Linked DNA regions of Mus musculus: region 1 is linked to region 2. A link is a contact called in public HiChIP or PLAC-seq data. All regions are on one chromosome and are shown on one strand. The core of a region is the stretch at or near the end of the contact, and the rest is flanking DNA. Distances in the headings are between cores, read along the strand shown.

Region 1 (3,875 bases), core at 872-3,371, 250 kb after region 2:
GAGGCAGAGGCAGGCAGATTTCTTGAGTTCAAGGCCAGCCTGGTCTACAGAGCAAGTTCCAGGACAGCCAGGGCTACACATAGAAACATCTTTAAAAAAAAAACTGTGTGTGTGTGAGTGTGTACACACAAGGCCAATGGAGCTGCAATTTAATACTTAGCCACTAAATACTAGGAAAAGTAATTCTGAGTAAGAACACAACTTTCATCATATATAAAACAGAATTAGTAATAATAACTTACTTTTTAGACTTCTTACCCTGAGAAATGAAAAAAGGTCCTTAGCATGCTGCTGGTATTATTGTCATGTAGTTGCTAACCATTCTTTTTTTTTTTTTTTTTTTTTTAATTTCCAGGGGTTTTATTTTTTATTTTTTGATTTTTTTTTTTTTTTTTTTTTTTTGGTTTTTCGAGACAAGGTTTCTCTGTGTAGCCCTGGCTGTCCTGGAACTCACTTTGTAGACCAGGCTGGCCTTGAACTCAGAAATCCGCCTGCCTCTGCCTCCCGAGTGCTGGGAGTAAAGGCATGCGCCACCACGCCCGGCTTCAGGGGTTTTATTTTATTTTTGGCTTCTTGAGACAAAATCTCAAATTCTGTGTCATCCTGGCTGTCCTGGAGCTTGTTATGTAGACCAGGCTGACCTTGAACTTAAAGAGATCTGCCTGCCTCTGCCTCTGGAGTGCTGGAATTAAAGGTCTGTGCTACTATGCTTGGCTCTCTCCAGGGTCTTTAAATAACGTGTGTGGGGTGAGCCTGCCCCTTCATGTCTTCACGTGAGTGGATGTTAAAGGGAGACTTGATGGAGTTGACTCTGGTCTACCTTTGATCCTGGGATTGAACTCAGGTTGTCAAGCTTGTGAAGCAAGCACCTCTACTCAGAGGCCAAACTAGGATTATTTTGAACCATAGATAGAATCATCTTTGCATATGCTAGAAATAAAAACTGTTTAGATCCTGTCTATGGCTATATAACTAGAGGTGGAGGCATTTTATACAGTGCTTCTTTTCAGTGTACCTTAGGAATCAAACACTAATATTATTTTGTCAATCCTAAGGAAGTAAAGCTAAAAGAAGATATAGCCTGATGTTGTTTTATTTATTTTTGAGGCTGCCTCACTCAAAGCAATCCCTTGCTTCAATTTTCTGAATGTTGGGCTAGCGGGTATATATCACCTTGCCTTGCTGAGGTTTCTCATCATTTAAGAAACACTTTGGGGAGCTAGTGGTGGCGCACGCCTTTAATCCTAGCACTCGGGAGGCAGAGGCAGGCAGATTTCTGAGTTCGAGGCCAGCCTGGTCTACAAAGTGAGTTCCAGGAAAGCCAGGGCTACACAGAGAAACCCTGTCTCGAAAAAACAAAAAAAACCAACCAAAGAAACACTTTGGGGGCCAGAAAGATGGCTCACCAGTTAAGAGGACCCAGTTTGATTCCAGGCACCCATATTGGGCTGGTAAAAAAGGACCACCTGTAAAGTAAGCTCTAGAGGATCTAATGCTGTGGTCTCCAGGGCACCCTCACTGAGTGCACAAACTCCTGCTACAGTTACAATGTAACTCCCCCCCCTACATACAGTTACAATGTAACTCCCACTACATACAGTTACAGTGCAAACAGAAATAAAGCCAGCTCTATAGGCAGAGGCAGGATCTCTGAGTTCCAGGCCAACTAGGGCTACATAGGAGACCCTGGCTTGAAAGAAAGGAAGGAAAGGAGAGAGGGAGGGAGGGAGAGAAGGAGGGAAGGGAGAGAAGGAGAGAGGGAGGGAAAGAAAAGAAAAGATATGAAACACTGTTATAAAATACCTACTATATTTAACCTTTGTTCTATCACCCTCTTTCACAATTCTACATTTTTATAAGTCAGCACATTTGAATAAAAGATGTAATTGGAGGGCGGTCATAGTATCTTAGGAATTTATGTCGTGACCCTTAGTACAATTAACCATAGGAATAGCCTTGCTGTGGATTGCCAAAACCCTTAACTTTGAGCAAAGGTTCATGCCAACTAAATAGTGGGGAATGAAGATTGGTTTATTTTTGGTTTCTGGTCTATGGTGTGTGTCATGTGGGTATGGGCAGGGTGTTGAACAGGTTTAGAAGAGTTGTACAGACCAGTGAGTGTTTGTTTGTTTGGAAGGGTGTAGTGATGATATGAAGGGTGTGCCTGAGGAAGGCAATTGCTTGAGAATAGTTTCTTGAAATTGAGCAGAGTGCTATTGCCTCCTCCGTCACCTTTCTGGCTGGCCTATGTCACGCCACAGTGTTGAGGGAGTCTGGAGTACAGAGGACCCTGCTGTCTTTTGTCTTGTGTCCTATTGAGTTGGAAATGGAGAGATAATATCTTTGCCAGACTTCAGAGAATTTGTAAAGTTCTATATCTAGTTTTCTCCCCAAAGTTCCAATTTCTTACTAGAAAGGGATGAGCCCTGTGTGTCAAGATAGAGAATGGAGCTCTGGAACTTACAAATGAGGAAGGGGTTCAGAACACAGACTTCTTGAAGTTACACAGAAAGTCACTGACCCTAGAAGCAGCTTCAGAGATATAAGCCAAGTCTTCCGAGTTTAAGCAGAAAAACATTACAAAATAGCAATGTATGTATTACACGCAATAAACACTATGATGGAAGCACACAAGCAGGGAGGATACCTTAGGTCTTATATAGCAAAAGCTAAACTTACTGTGATCTAACCTATTTTCATACCAGTTCCAGATATAGTAGCTTATTTTATGCCTTTAACTCCAGCACTAGGGAGGCTAAGACCAGAGGGTTCTGAGTTCAAGGCCAGACTAGACTGTATAGCAATATACTGTCATTTGCTGACCAGATGGCTCCCTGTGTAAAGGTGCTTGCCATCAAACCTGACGCCCAGAGTTTGAGTCCCAGGACCCACATAGAGGAATGAGAATTGACTCTGGTAAGTTGTCCTTTGACCTTTTGTGGGCTGTGGCACAAATACATGTGCACATGTGTCTACATATACACACATAACTGTTATTTTTTTAAATAAAAGGGGCTGGAGAGATGGCTCAGTTAAGAATGCTTGCCACTGTTAGAGAGGATCCAAGCTTAGTACTCTGTACCCACATGTCAGCGCACTGTTATCTGTAACTTTCTCTTTTGGTCTTTGTTGGCACTAAGCACACATGTGCTATATACATACATACACACATTCTGGCAAAACTCTTAAAGTAAAAATAAATATTAAAAATATACAATCTCAAACAACAATAACTAAACAAAGAGGAGTGACAATCACCAAGCAAAACAAACAAACAAAAAACCCAAAAGAATTCAACTTTCAAATATACAGGAAAGTTGATAGTAAATGAGCACTCGTGTTCATTCCTATCTAATACATGCATTGTTACAGTTTTGCCATGTTTGCTTTATTTATCTTTTTTGTTCATTAATCTATTTATTTTGTGCAAGTGATTGAACCTAGAATCTTGCTTTTATGTATGCTTTGAAAGGATTGCACCAATGAGCGCCACCTCCTGTTCTGCTTCTTTTTTTGGTGGGGATGGGGTTGGGGGCAGGGTCTTACTATGTAACCCTGGCTGACCTGGAACTCACTAGCCAAGCTGGTGTTGAACTCACAATATCAACTATTTGGAAGTTGTAGAAAATTTACTCTTACTTACTTTCGTGTGTTATGTAGGAAGAGGGAAACATGTAATGTGATCGCCACAGTGCTGCCGTCAGTAATATTCAGTTTACCCTCTTTTGAGAAGATCCATTTTGTTTGTGGTTTGGTTCGACTGTTCTGTTGTTGGGATGCTGTTGGAAGCCATTGCTTGAGCGTGCTCTGAAGCACTTGGCTGAGGGCTGTCCTCTGCTTGTTTTAGAAAACACAGTTTTTGATCTCTTTGAATT
Region 2 (4,269 bases), core at 372-2,871:
CACTCACCTACTTTCCATGTCTCCCACTAGTTCTCCTCCCCCTCTGCCTCTTCCTCCTCCTCCTCTTCCTCGCTAGTCTTCCTCACTTCCTCTATTACATCTGTATTGTGTGAGGGGAGCATACATGCTGAGTTCCAGTGCCTGGAATGTAGGCTGCCAACCACCACCTTTCCTTCTGCTCTTCCTGCCACTTCTGTAGTCTTCCCTGGGCCTTGAGGAGGTGTGGCCTGACTCTCATTTATAGCTGTAAGTCCCTCATTCTCTCCAGTGGCTCTCACACATTCTGGATTTTGCTTGCCCTTCCGAAAGACTGGATCCCCTGCCAGGCTGGGCCTGGCTTTGCTGTAGGCACTGTGGAGCTCTGTGGCACTTGACCTGTTTTCTCCTTACCTTGCTCCTGTGACTTTGCCTGTCCTCACCCCGAGACAACACTTTCTTAGTTTTAGTTGGGACCAGAAGCTACATCCTGGGACATCCTGGAGTCAGGTCTTTCAGGGACAGCCTTTGCCCTCTGGACAGGTGTTCACAGTGCATTGTCTGACTGGATTGATATGAATTAATCAGCTGGCCCAGGATGTAAGAACGTGAGTGAGTGTTCCTGTCCCTAAGCAGGCGGCCAGCTGACCTAGCTTATAAAATGACCCTTTTCTCCTCCAATGTAATCCTGTGTCAGAATTGTCTCTGGTTCTAACTGTATCTGGCCCCCTAGAGCAGTAAGGTCTCCCATGGTCTCTGCCAGCCCAGAGGGCTAAGCTACCTACACAATGACTCACAAAGATCCTGTCTTCTAGATGCAAGGATAGCAGGTGCGGGGAGGCACCCTCTGTCTAGTAGGTATCCTAATCCTATTCTCTCAAGGAAGATTTGGGAGAAATTTCTTCTCCATGTGGCTCCAGACCCCTTCACACTTATAGATAATAGGAGCACCGTGGTCAACGTGGTTTTAAGTAGAAAGCCTTGGTCTCCCACCAAACTGATTGCTTGCTTGTGGTTTAGATAAAACAGCTTGGAACTGCTGTCTTCGTACATAATGGGGCCTAATACATGTTAGTTAAACAAACACTGCCCTATTGCTCCCTTCTCCCGGAGGGTTTTGCTCAAGCGGCCTGGGACGCCCCTGCCCCTTCTGTCTTATACTAAACAGCCCATCTGGTCTTAGGCTGCTTCCTCTTTCCTGGGAAAAGGCCCCAGCCTTCCCTGGCACTGATAGAATGGGGTTCCGGTGAGTCAGGGCAACGGGAAGCCACAGCTCTTAGATCCCTGGAAACCAAGCAAAACTTGGAATAGAGAGCAGAGAGAAGGCCCTTGGGGCTCTGGCCCTAAGCCTGGGGAGGGGCCAAAGAAGGAGGGGGAGGGAACAGTTGTGTAGGCAGGGGCCAAGATGAATGAGCTGCCTCTGGAGCCTGGAAATAGGAGGTCACTGGAAATAGGAGGAGTGGCCACAGGCAGTGACGCTGAGACCAGGGCAGGAGGCCTGTAAACAAGGAAGCCACCTGGGGGAGATCGAGGGCGGCCGCTGGTCCTGGGGAGCAGGTGCTTCCTGAGGCCCGCCCTTGACAGGGCCCTAGGGGCCGCCTCACCAGTTGTCAGTTGTCCTTAGGCACTAGGGGGCGCTGTGGACTGGCGTCCACACAGAACTGCTCTCAAGCAGCGCTTCTAAGGGGTGTGGCCAACGGAGGGTGTGCCCAGCCAGAGCCCTAAAGCCACCCCCACCCTCCCACCCGAGCTGCCCTCCCTACTGTCCCCAAAGTGTACTGGCCAAGGGCACCAGCCCAGACACTAAAGGAGCAGGGCTCAGCCTGGGTGTGAGCTTATTTCTCCGTGGATACCAATTCTCTGGTTCCTGCCCCTCCTCTCTAAGGCTCAGGTCTCAGGCCAGAGCCTGGCACCAACTCTGTTGGTTGGGAGGGGGCTCAGAAGCCACCAAGCTCCTGGCTGCCCTTGGCGCTGCTCCCCCATCCTCTGGCGCCAGGGAAACAAAAGATTAGGGGCCCAGAGGGACTTATCTGGCCCCACCACCACTGGGTGGGGGGAGGGGGCAAGAGGGGGCACACCTCTCCTCTCCTCCAGCACTACTGATTCTTCGAGACACTTTCACAGGCGGAAATTCCCAGAGGTCAGAGGAGGGAAACGGTTAATTCCTTTTATTCAATGGCCCCCCTCTCCACACCACCCCCTAGCTTCCTCCCTCCACTTCCCGCCCCCCCCTGTGTGAACAGGAAGTGGAGAGGAAAAGGCTCTGAGCAGAGCAGCTGGGAGCAGGAGGCAGGGAGGGAGTGGGCAGCAGGCCCGGTGCCAGCCCTCCCCTCATGGTTGTTTGTTGGAGGGGGGAACACTGTGGCTGTGTATAGAACCTGAAATCTCGATTGGCAAGGGGCACCTGAACTAGGGCAAAGCCCAGCCTCCAAGCCCCTGCCCTCCAACCTGTTGTCAGGCCAGAGACTGGTGTCCTGCCAGTGCAAGCCACCCTTTGCCCAAACCCTGGCTGCCTTGGCCACTGTATCTTACCCATGCTGCTGGGCTGGTTACCTCAAGGCTGGAGGGCAGCAAGCAATTGTACAGCCTCCAATCCTGGCACAGGGCTCCACCAACTCAGCCCCTTGGCCCTGCCAGTCCTTTGAAGCTCAGTCAAAGCTTCCTGTTTGGGGCAGGCGATGCCAAGGCCCCTCCCCCACCATTGTTCTGTAGAGACCATAGGTCCATCTGTTGCCCCCATGGTGGGGCCCCTAGGCAGTACCACACGGGAGCAGAACCACAAAAGACCCTGCTGGCAGCTTTTCTCATTGGGAGCAAGACTGTCCCCACAGCAGGTTGAGGATAAACAGCCTTCGGAAGCAGGCCCTAGAGGGGCTGTGGGATAGGAGGATGCCAGTGAGTAGCTCTGGAGCATGGTGGGCATCTCCTGCCCTCTGCTTCCTCCTACACCTGCGCGTGGAGAGGAGGAGGTGTGAGCCGCCAGGAAAGGGTCAACATTTTCCTGCCCAGATTTCAAATGGGAAAACTGACTGATGGAGGGGGCAGCCTTTGATGGAAGAGATGCCTCATGGCTGGTGGCTTCCTCTCCCTGAATAGCGTAGCCTTTGCTCAGTTCTTGCCTTGAAGTGATCCTTGAGGCAAGCAGCCAGTACCCATTCCCAGAAATCACAGAATGTTAAACGACCCCAGGTTGGTGGCCAGCAACTGATGCCCACTGAGACCAAGCCAAGGCAGGAAAAGGGAAAAGGTCCTGATTTGGCTCTCAGGACAGTGGGTACTGTTCCTGGTTCCCAGGCTGCTGTGGCCAAATGTGCTTCCCAGACACATAGCAGGTGCCACATTGTCTCTGCATCTCCCTCTTGCTCCTAACTCCCTACCATGGGCTAATTTCACATTGTAGGCTGTTTTCCCCCTCACTTCTCCATAGGAGTTAAAACTCTAAGGTCTACCCCACATCTCTCATCATATCCCCAACTCAGAACTCATCCTGCTCCTGCCTCTCAGAAGCGGCCAGAGCCCTGGAACCTTAGCTAGTGATGTGGAAACTCACCCTCAAAGGGTTTCTGTTCTCTTCTTCCACCATGTGTTCCCGGGGATCAAACCCAGGTTGTCAGATTTGGTACCCAGCACTTTTATCCACTGACCCTCATACTCGGCTTCCATCAGCAGCCAAGGAGGCTTGAGCTGAGGGCTAGGGAGGTGATCCAGAAAGAATAGGTAGAAACCTTTCCCCTGGGTTTATCAGCCTAACCACACCCTGAATACAGTTCTTTTCTCCTGCAAGAGGAGACTATAACTGACCTTCAACAGCCAATAGAAAGCTTCACTGAGTGCAGCAGAGCCTGGTTGGTACCTGAGCAGTCCAGGTGCCCCTTTTCTCGAGGCCCATAGCAACTTTTTTTTTTAAGATTTATTTATTTTTTCATGTATGTGAGTACACTGTCACTGTCTTCAGACACCAGAAGAGGACATCGGATCCCATTACAGATGGTTGTGAGCCATCATGTAGTTGCTGGGAATTGAACTCAGGACCTCTGGAAGAGCAGCCAGTGCTCTTAACTGCTGAGCCATCTCTCCAGGCCTCCCCATAGTAACTCTTGCTTCACAAACCTCTTATCTTGAAAGAGGCTTGCTTGGGAAGGCCTTTCAGGTTTCTCGTAAAATAGTGACTCTAGGAAAGAGAAGTCCAAGACCAGAATGAGGAATCTCTCGGGCATGCAGAGTGCAGCCCCGAGGTGGCATAGGAATGCTCCCTAGGGCAACAGGGTCTTGCTTTCCAAGAGGAGCACAGGG

The links. HiChIP or PLAC-seq counts read pairs in DNA pulled down with a chosen protein or histone mark.
Region 1: a FOXA1 HiChIP or PLAC-seq map of pancreatic cancer cells shows a contact between it and region 2. The contact joins two enhancer-like sites. A contact is called at or near these places in 6 of 39 promoter capture datasets (embryonic stem cells, epiblast stem cells, hippocampal neurons and 3 more), 1 of 15 datasets of contacts at CTCF or cohesin (embryonic stem cells), 5 of 484 Hi-C or Micro-C datasets (B cells, effector CD8 T cells, embryonic stem cells and 1 more), 7 of 115 datasets of contacts at active chromatin or transcription factors (effector CD8 T cells, embryonic stem cells, extraembryonic endoderm stem cells and 1 more) and 3 of 9 other capture datasets (adipose tissue, embryonic stem cells and liver).

The regions. Positions count from the first base shown.
Region 1 is chr2:119,550,515-119,554,389 of GRCm38.p6, forward strand. The region is part of intron 1 of Chp1 (calcineurin-like EF hand protein 1); the gene reads left to right. Among named protein-coding and RNA genes, the nearest start is that of Chp1, 4.7 kb to the left of the region's middle. Within about 2 kb of position 2,122, at least 18 of the 459 cell types and tissues checked have an H3K27ac peak or open chromatin away from gene starts, as enhancers often do. A contact at or near this core is called in pancreatic cancer cells, where this site is marked.
Region 2 is chr2:119,298,725-119,302,993 of GRCm38.p6, forward strand. No RefSeq gene overlaps it. Among named protein-coding and RNA genes, the nearest start is that of Vps18, 12 kb to the left of the region's middle. Within about 2 kb of position 1,622, at least 144 of the 459 cell types and tissues checked have an H3K27ac peak or open chromatin away from gene starts, as enhancers often do. A contact at or near this core is called in pancreatic cancer cells, where this site is marked.